Regions from separate parts of the Sus scrofa genome. Here region 1 is linked to region 2. The links are chromatin contacts, called in public Hi-C maps. All regions are on one chromosome and are shown on one strand. The core of a region is the stretch at or near the end of the contact, and the rest is flanking DNA. Distances in the headings are between cores, read along the strand shown.

Region 1 (4,687 bases), core at 647-3,146, 64 kb after region 2:
CTGTATCTATAGTCAACAATAATGTACTGTGCATTTAAAAACTGGTTAAGAGGGTAAATCACATGTCATGTTCTCATCACAATCTTTTTAAAGGGGGAGAAGGGAAGATCAGAGCCAGCAGTAGATGTGACACCAGAAGTAAGAGGTTAAAGTGATTCCAGGAAGGGACCTTGAATTATGGAATGCAAGTGGTCTCTGGAAGCTAAAAAGACAAGGAAATGGATTTCTCTCCGAAGTCCCCAGAGAAAACACATCCCTGCCAACATCTTGATTTTAGACTTCTGACCTGCAGAATTATAAAATGTGCATTGTTTCAAGCCACTAAGTGTGTAATAATTTTTATAGAAGCAATAGTAAACTAATACATAGATTTAGAGAAAAAATAAAACAAAAACACACAATGCCCGGTTAAATTTGAATTTCTGATAGACAACAATTTCTTAGTATAAGTGCATCCCAGGGTTGTATCTTAAAATTGTTTGTGTGAAGTTCAATTTTTTTTTTTTTTTTAATGGCTGTACCCAAGGTATGTGGAAGCTCCTGGGTCCGGGATTGAACCTGAGCCACAGCTTCCACCTACTTGGGGTCTTTAATCCACTGCACCAGGGCCTGGGATGGAAGCCATGTCTCCACAGTGACCAGAGCCACTGCAGTCGATTCTTACCCCACTGCCCCACAGTGGGAATTCCATGAAATTCAAATTTAACTGATGTTTGGTACTTTATAATAGAGGTAGTGGAGCCAGAGCAGGAATAAAAACTCATGACTTCCAGGATTCTCTCTGACCTCAACCTAGCATCTGACAAAAACTGCTGTGTTCTTGCGGCCCATAGGCATCAGTTCCCATCTCCCTGGGACTCCTCTTGCCCCTAGGGTAGGGAAAAGAAGAGACTGTTTAAATCCACCTTTTGGGTACTCCTTTGGGCTCTTGAGTCCTCCTAGACCACAGAATTTCTCTCCAGAAATGATTTAGTGTCATTACCAAGACACTGGCATTACTCTGCTTGAACGAGGGTCCTAGGAAATTGTGTCAAAGTTGTAGCTGCACAAGATATGCGGTGGTGCTGAGGACTTTAACCGACTGGAGGTTGGGGCTAGTAAAACCTTTTTCAAGCTACCACTTCTGAAAGGGACTTCATGAACCTCAAAGCAGGAAACAATTATTGGATCAAGATTCCAGAGCAAGGGAGTTCCCGTGGGGGTGCAGTGGTTAACGAATCCGACTAGGAACCATGAGGTTGCGGCCTTGCTCAGTGGGTTAAGGATCTGGCGTTGCCTTAAGCTGTCATGTAGGTCGCAGACACTGCTCAGATCTGGCGGTGCTATGGCTCTGGCTGGACTGGCGGCTACAGCTCTCATTAGACACCCAGCCTGGGACTCTCCATATGCCGCGGGTGCGGCTCTAGAAAAGACAAAAAAAGAAAAAAAAAGAAAAAAGGATTCCAGAGCAAGAATCGTGTTATAGATGAGGAAACTGAGGCCCGAGGGGAATGGGAACTTGCTCAGTCACTTGGCTAAAGACAGGCAGACAGATGTCCCCTGAGGAATCTTACCCTTTGGAGCAGCCAGTCCTGGGGGCAGCTCTGGTAGAAAGAAACCTGGACCGCTAACCCCTGGGTCCAGATTTGAAGCACTATACTTCATTGATTGTGTTTTTCCTTTCATAAAATAGTAGCATTTGATTTGAAGATTTAACGAGATGACAGATATAAACTACTAGGTACCTGGTAATCTGTTCTCAGAAAACGACAACATCTTCCCTTGCTTCTCTGGTCCTCAGCTTCCCCCAACTACCCTAGCCAAAGCTGCTCACGCTCCCCGAACCTCCCACGCCGCCTTCCTGACCGCCAGGTGGGGACCGAAAGCTAAGACTGCCAGGAGACACCGCACATGCGCACTCACAGTGGCGCGGCCGCCTTCCCACGCCCTATGTACGTCACTTCCGGCGAGCGGCCGGGCCGGCCGGGCAGGGAGTGCGGGTCGCTTCTGTGTACGCTGCGGACGAGGCTCCCGCTGCCGATTGACCCGCGCTCCGCCCCGTAGCCGGGCCGGTGAGTGCCCGCGAGCCCGTGTGCCCCGGGGGCCGGGGAGAGGGACCCCTGAAAGGGAGGGATAAGCAGTAATGGGGCACCTGAGTAGAGAGAGACCCCAGGAAATGGGGACACAGGGGAAGGGGTAACAACCGGAAGTGGGGGGGGCCTCGGAAGGTTGTGAACAGGACTTGGGGTCTCTTGGCTTCAGGAACGATGGGTTCCTGACCTCTCCTTGAGGTGGGGTGGGGAGAGGAGAAGGGTGATGCTCGAAAAATGACAGCTCCGGGTGAGGAAGATTCCCGGCTTCACCCTATCAAATGGTGGTTGCACCCATCCCTCAGTTCATTCACCAGCCTATGACTGGGTCCTGCTCAATGCTTGATACTGCTGAAGCCCTGGAAATTAAACAGGACGCTCTAGATGCGGTGTAGAGCCCAGTGTGGGGCTAAGTACATCCTTGCTCTGCCTCACTTGCTGTGTACCCTTGAGCATTTAACGTCACATCATCCATCACTAGTATTTACAGAACACCGTCATAGGTCAGGCACTGGGGATAGCAGTGAATGTGGCAGGCAAGTGGGAATTTACATTCTAGTGGCCAGTTATCCCCTTGTAAAATAGGAACAGTATGAGTGCTCTCACCGGATATTGTGAAGAGTAAACAAGAGATGGATGTAAAGTGCTTATCAGGGAGTTTGATTCATGATAAAGCATTCAAATGCATACAATCTCTTTTCATAATTACACTGTGAGTTGAACTTCATAAGGCAAAGAATTGTATTGTTCGTTTTTGTGTGTCCAGTACCTATAAGCACAGTATCTGACATACCAGGTGATCGATAGTTATTTTATAAATGTATGGATGGATGGAACTGAGGAGTTTTAGGTAAGCACATAGCATACTGGACTGCAGTTCTAAAAGGAACTCAGTTCTGTGGAAAACTGGAGGGAGTCACCCTGGGGGAATCAAGGAAGGCTTGGCAGAGTAGGTGACATTGAAGCTGGGCCTGGAAGGTGATGATTTATCTGGTTGGGAACAAACAAGGTGAGGAAATTCCAGGCAGAGGTATCAGAAATGCATGAGGTGTTCCAAGAATAGTAGGTCATTAGTTTGTTATGGCTGGCATTTAATGTGCATTGAGAAGGGGGAAGGTGGGAGAGTGGCTGGAGAGGGACTTGGAGCCTAGGCCTGTAGTCCATGGACACTGCAGTCTGTCCGTCTCCTGGCTAAGTGCTGGATTGGGATTATAGGTATCTGCTGGCAACTCCCAGGAAAAGAAGCCAGGGTGGGTCCCATGAAGCACAATTGTTGATCTGTTCCTCACTCAGCATATCTCTGCCAAACAGATTAAACTCATTTAACAAATATTTATGGAGTGCAGACTCTGTGTCTGACACCCTCTTAAGTGCTGTGTTTAAGGTGATGAACAAGCCAGATGTAGATGTTGCACACAAATCACATGCGATTACAGCAGTGAGAGACATGCTATGCCGGAGAGCTCCTGCAGGGGGCGAGAGGGGTTCCTACTGGGAGCCTGGAGACAGAGAAACCTTCCTGCTTCAGCTATCATCCCTCACCTGGGTTATTGCAATAGCCTCTAAGTGGTCTCTTTGCTTCTTTCCTCATCCTGTTATAGTCCATTCTCAAGACAGCCCACTGATCCTTTTAAAATCTAAATCCGATCATGTCACTCTACTCAAAACTCTTCATGGCTCCCACCAAACTCAAAGTAACTAAGCTCTTCATGGCCTAGAAAGCCAAGATCCTCTCTAAATTCCTCTGCTAATATTCTCCGCCTTGTGCTTTTGGCTCTTGCCATACTGGCCTCCTCTCTGTTCCTTGGAAATCCCGCACGGTCCTGCCTCAGGCTTTGTACTTTTTCTTCCCTGAGAGACCTGCATGGCTTGCACCTTCATCTGTGCTCACACGTCACTTGGATGAGGACTTCCCTGATCACCCCACCTAAAATGCAACACCTATCCCCAGGCTCATCCAACCCCCTTGCCTGCTTTATTTTTCTCTGTAGCACACGTCATCTTCTAGGAGACTATGTGGTTTATTTTGCTATAGTCTGTCTCCTTAATTCAAATCTAAGCTCAGGGAAGGCAGGATTTTTAAATTTGTTCACTGCTATATCCTTCAGTGCCTGGAAGAAGGCCTGTTACCTACTAAGTGCTCAATATTTGTTGAATTAATGAAATGGTATCTAATGGGGACTGAAGGGTCAATTGTTATTGGTCAGAAGAACTGGAGGAAGAACATGCTAGTGAGAAGAAACAGGATGTGCCCAGGACGATAAAACCACCTTTGGGAGGAAGTGAAAGAAGCTTGGGTGGGGCTGGAGGTTAGAATGTAGTGAACAGTGGGCAGATCTAGAAGTTAGAGGGGGTGACCTGCTCACTCTGGCTGCCGTGACCTCTGGGGAGACTGGCTTATGTACAGAGACCCCAAATGATCCTTGCCTTCCTTGTTGAGCTCAGAGTGGGGGAACAGTGACAACCCATGGACAAGAGCTTGGGCTTTGGAACTGGCAGCCTGCTGTGACCTTATTTCAGGAATATCAAGGCAGCTATGCTATTTCGGGTTTGGTTTTGTTTTGTTTTATTCAATACATGTGTTCAGGTCTTCTAAGAAGCAGAACACCAGGATGAGA
Region 2 (4,943 bases), core at 847-3,346:
AAGACCATTGTGGAATCTTCCTCCCTCCCTCTCTCAGGGTCTTGCCTTTTTTTTTTTTTTTTTTTTTTTTTGGTCTTTTGTCCTTTTAGGGCTGCACTGCACTCGCAGCATATGGAGCTTCCCAGGCTAGGGGTCCAATCAGAGCTGTAGCTGCTGGCCTACGCCAGAGCCACAGCAACATGGGATCCAAGCTGCATCTGCGACCTACACCACAGCTCGTGGCAATGCCAGATCCTTAACCAACTGAGCAAGGCCAGGGATCAACCCCAAAACCTCATGGTTCCTAGTCGGATTCGTTTCCACTGCGCCATGACGGGAACTCCTTAGGGTCTTGTCCTGATCAACAAACAACTGGCCCAGGATCTTCACTCCAATTTACAGATGGGAAAGTTGAGGCCCTTAGAGAGATGTGAGTTAAACAATGTCATCCGAATAGTGATAGAGGTAGTTCCTAAGGTTTCCTGAAGCCAAATTCAGTCTCTCTTCTCCTCCAGAACAACTTCTCCCCCCAACTCCCCTCCCCAGATATCTCAGCTCCAGGAGGAAGGTGGAGGGAGGAGAACAGATCGGCATGGGGCAGAGAAAGGGCTACTGATAGTTGGGAGAATATGCAGAGGCTGCCTCCACATCCCCAAACACTGGCTGCCTCTCCCACCAATTTGCCCACTCGTCCCTTCACCCACTCATTTCCTCATTCACTCATTCACACTTGCAGTAATTCACTTGCTCATCAATTCCCGTCCTCGCATATTAATTTGCTCAGTCTTCAACTCACTCACCTTCTCACTCGCTAATTCACCCATTCTTGTAACCAAATCCCCCTGCCTGGCCCTTCCGGCCAGCAGAAGACAGGTTCCCAGGTCTCTGGAGTCCCAGGTCCTTCCACCGTGGCCTACACTTTCCACGTCTACCTTGTGACCTTACTTCCCCAGCGAGATCAGGAGCTCTTGAAAGTGTCGCTATAGCGGGCACTGAGGCCTAGAGGGTGTAGGAAGAGAGAAGTGAGCCAGGAGTTGAAGGCAAGTAGAACCAGCCACATAATTATCAGGGCCCAGTCCGAAACAGAAATGCAGGGCCCCTTGCTCAGAATAGCACTGATCCAAACACAGGAGCCTAAGTGTGGAGCGCTGTGCCCTGCTCAGGTGGCTGACCCACAAAGCCCACGCTGGCCGGGGCATGAGGATGGGGAGAAACAAGGGAGCTAGAAAAGGGAGGCCAAGGAGGCATGGAGGAGAAGGGGGATGGATGCTTACGAGGCACCACCTGCTGTTTTCCTAGTGCCATCTCATTTAATACTCAGGCCACCCTTTGAAGTTGATTGTGCATTTTCTACAAGAGGAAACTGAGGCTCAGAGAGGAGAATCATTTACCCAAAGTCACGATTAGCAGGTGCTAGGCGCCTGAATGTTAATCCAGCTCTGTGGGGCTGGAAGCCTTGTCTCGGTCTGTTCTGGGGGGGGGGGGTGGGGGAGGAGAGCAGGAGGAGGTGACAGGGAGATGGAGTCTGTCTGGGCCTGAGCAGCTGGGCGCTGTGGGGGCTGGTGGAGGCCAGAGCAGAGTCATGGGGAGCAGGGGAGGAGAGGCGGTCAGGAGTCTGGCCCTCTCAGTCCTTCCTGTTCCCAGGTGAGGCAGGAAACTGGAAGGAAGCTCCCAGAATGAGATCTAGAAGATTGGTATCTGGGGCCTGGATTTACATGTTTGATTTCTGAGCCAGGAGGCAGCTTTATCCCTGCAAGAGCATTGAGGGCAGACGTCAAAGATTTGGGAGGTTACTGAATTAGGGCATCGTGGAGGTGGGCTGTCAGGTTCCGAGGGTATATGTTAGCCTGTCAGCCTGACGTGGGGTGACGGTGACATGGAGGGTGGCTGAGTCAGGGTCAAATGAGCGCTGGTGACTTAGTGCCCGTCTTATAGAATTGATAACACAATATTGGGCCCCATCCATTGTAATAGCACCCCCGGGTGTCAGCCAGAAACCAACAAACAGCCCAATCCCCGCAGCCCCGCCCAGCCCGTCCACCAGTGGGGGAGCCGATTAACCATTAACCCCCACCCCTCCCCGCAGAGCCTCCACCCCTTCGGAGAGGCTAGGCCAGGACTCCCGGCAGATCCTCCCAGAGGACGGTTTGAAACCCAGGAAGGCAGAGGGGGCACCTGGGAGGAGGCAGTGGGAGGGCGGAGGGCGGGGGCCGGGGCTCGGCCCAGAGCCTTCGGGGTGGACATCCTGGGCAGGGCAAGTGGCCGACGTGTGGAGAGGGGAGGATGCGCCTCTCCAAAACCCTGGTCGACATGGACATGGCCGACTACAGTGCTGCGCTGGACCCAGCCTACACCACCCTGGAATTCGAGAATGTGCAGGTGTTGACCATGGGCAATGGTAGGTGGGGGCGGCCGTGTCCAGGCGCGCCCGCTGGGGGCAGGTCTGCCCAGGGACGGGAGCGAGTCTGTGGCGCTCAGTTTGGGGCTGGGAGGAGAATGACAGACGAGCCCGGTGGTCCCATAGCTGAGCCCAGGTGTTGCCAGGAAAAGCAAATATGCCCAGGTAGGGTGACCCTGTTACCAAAGCTCTTCCCGCTCAGCCTGTGGGGGCGGGAAAGTGATGGTGAGCTTCCTCTTGGCGTCCTGCTCCAGGCATTGGCCCAACCTGGCCCCTTCCTGAACCCCTTAGGCCCAGGTGCTGAGAAATGGCAAGGTATGTCCTGTCCCCAGAGACGGTGGATGGAGCACAACTGTGTTTCAGGGTGTCTTTGGGACTTTTGGGAGAGAAGCCCCACTTAGAGAGGTTCTGCTAAATGAGACAGATCAGCAGTTGTGTGTGTGCGTGTGTGTGTGTGTGTGTGTGTGTGTGTGTGTGTGTGTGTGTGATCATGACCTCCTCTGGGCTTGCATGTATGAGTTTCCACATAATGCGTGTGGGTGGGCAGTGGACTATATTGCAAATGTGTGTCTATGGGAATCCATTTGCACATCTGTGTTCCCCTGTGTGTACGTATGTGTGTGTGTTCTGCATTCGTTTTTATTCTCATTTGTTCACTGAGCAGGTCTGTGTTTGTTGATGTCTCTGAGGACGCCTGTGTTTGTTGCTTAGGTCCAGGAGCGGTGACGAGTGTGTGTACAACTGTCTGTGCATGTTTGCACACCTATGCTGTGGATGTGGGTTGTCTTGGGTGCCCTGGGCTTCCTGGACGTGTGTCCCATTTGGGCATCCTGTCATCTTGTGCCTCTGTTTGTACCGCTTGTGTACGCATGTGCATCCTGCCCTGGCTGGTCAGCGCTCTCCAGCGCACACGTGACTGTATAGACCTGATGTGCAGGATGGCCATTGGACAACGCAATTCACATCAGCAACATGTCCATTTGACTCAGAGCAGATTGTGTCGCCTGTGTGTCTCTCCCCGAGTTTATACGTCTGCTCCCCTATCACCGAGGGCACATCTGAAAGCAGGGGCGGGGGGGGGTCTCCACAAGGAGGTGGGGGGAGGGAGGAGGCCTGGGAAGCCAGGACGCCAGGACTTAACTGGTCACAGGCCAGCCTCAGAGGAGAGGGGGCAGCTGGCCGAAGTCAGCCTCCCACCTGCCTTCCTTCCATGGCCCCGTGGCTTCAGCCGAGGGCTACAGAACTCGGGTCAGGTCAGCTCAGCCAGAAAGAGGCGTCTGCCCTGCCCATGGTCAGTCTCACCAGCTGCTCACCTGCCCCGGCCATCCACTCACTGTGTAACCTTGGGTATGTCGCCTCTCCTCTCCTGCATCCTCTACAAAATGGGCTTAGTCACTGGAGGCCCGCTGGCCGGCCGGCTCTGAGGAGTGTCCGCGGATCACGTGAGGGCAGTGAGGGGAAAAGATGCAGGAAGTGGTAAACAACACACCGCTGCACGAGGCAGGGTGTGTGTGAACCCAGAGGGACAGGGTGTGCTGCTATACCAGGCCACCGCCCAGCCCTGGACTGCTCCCTGGGCCCGGCCCCGTCATCCTTCAGAGCATGCGCCTCTAGCTCCTGGGAGCTGTGTGTTCCCGAGGCAGAGGCCAAGCTCCTTACTGGGTGTGCTGAAGACAGGAGAGCCTCCAGCTCTGGAGCCAGAAAGATCTGGGTTCATATTCTGGCATAGATCCTTCCTACCAGTGTGAATTTGCCAAGCTATTCTCTGAGCCTCAGTTTTCTCCTCTGTAAAATGGGAATAAATCACAGCACCTGCCTCCCTGGGCTAACCAGAGGATTCAATAGATAAGGCACCCATGTGCTTAGCACGGATAACTGGTCCTGGCCCCACGTGAGTTTTCTCATGAACTCTGAGCATCTGTAGGAAGATCTACATTCCCCACTGGACTGAGAGTTGAAGTGGACTGAGAGTTGGGTTTATGTTCTGCAGACATCCTGGGCTAGTAGCTCAAAGCCTCCAGGGATAGCCCCCCACCTGTCTCCCTCCCCCGACTCAGAAGCAGCAGGGGGTCCTTGTTTATGAGACCCCCCAACAGACACCCCAACGAGGGAGGACAGCACTGGCCTGTACCCCTGGACCACAAATCTAGCTCCTCTACTTAACAGTTGTGTGATGGCTCTGGGCCAGTCCTGTCCTCTCCGAGACTTGACATTGTCCCCTGGAGAATGGGGGCCATCAGCTAACCTGGGGGTGGGATGACATACTTGGCAGCACCCAGCCTATCCTGCCCAGGATACGGGAGCCCCTTCCCCCAGCCTCTGCCTTAGTTGTGGGGTCAAGCCCTCCCGGGGTTTGGAGGAGGCAAGGCTCAGGGAGAAAGGGCACCAGCACAGCTTAACAATTACCCCCATCTCCAGGAATAATTCACCAAGTGGAGGGGGCCGCGCTCCTGGGCACCCTCGGGAGGCTAGGAGAGGTTCAGCCAGGCCACTGCAGAAATGAGATGTGGCGGGGTGGCTGCTTGCGCATGGAGGCTGGACGTCATCTGCCCCCGGCGTTGGAAAA

The links. A called contact is a pair of places that touch in the nucleus more often than the background predicts.
Region 1: a Hi-C map of fetal liver shows a contact between it and region 2, with 1.6 times the contacts expected there. The contact joins the promoter of TTPAL here to the promoter of HNF4A in region 2. A contact is called at or near these places in 1 of 5 promoter capture datasets (liver), 23 of 47 Hi-C or Micro-C datasets (adipose tissue, alveolar macrophages, blood and 12 more) and 2 of 2 datasets of contacts at active chromatin or transcription factors (alveolar macrophages and skeletal muscle).

Annotation. Positions count from the first base shown.
Region 1 is chr17:46,882,985-46,887,671 of Sscrofa11.1, forward strand. It overlaps TTPAL (alpha-tocopherol transfer protein-like), which reads left to right and starts at 1,897. Exons shown (of 5, transcript XM_001926994.4): 1 at 1,897-2,051.
Region 2 is chr17:46,818,825-46,823,767 of Sscrofa11.1, forward strand. HNF4A (hepatocyte nuclear factor 4 alpha) reads left to right here and starts at 2,097. Exons shown (of 10, transcript NM_001044571.1): 1 at 2,097-2,377. The coding sequence starts at 2,263.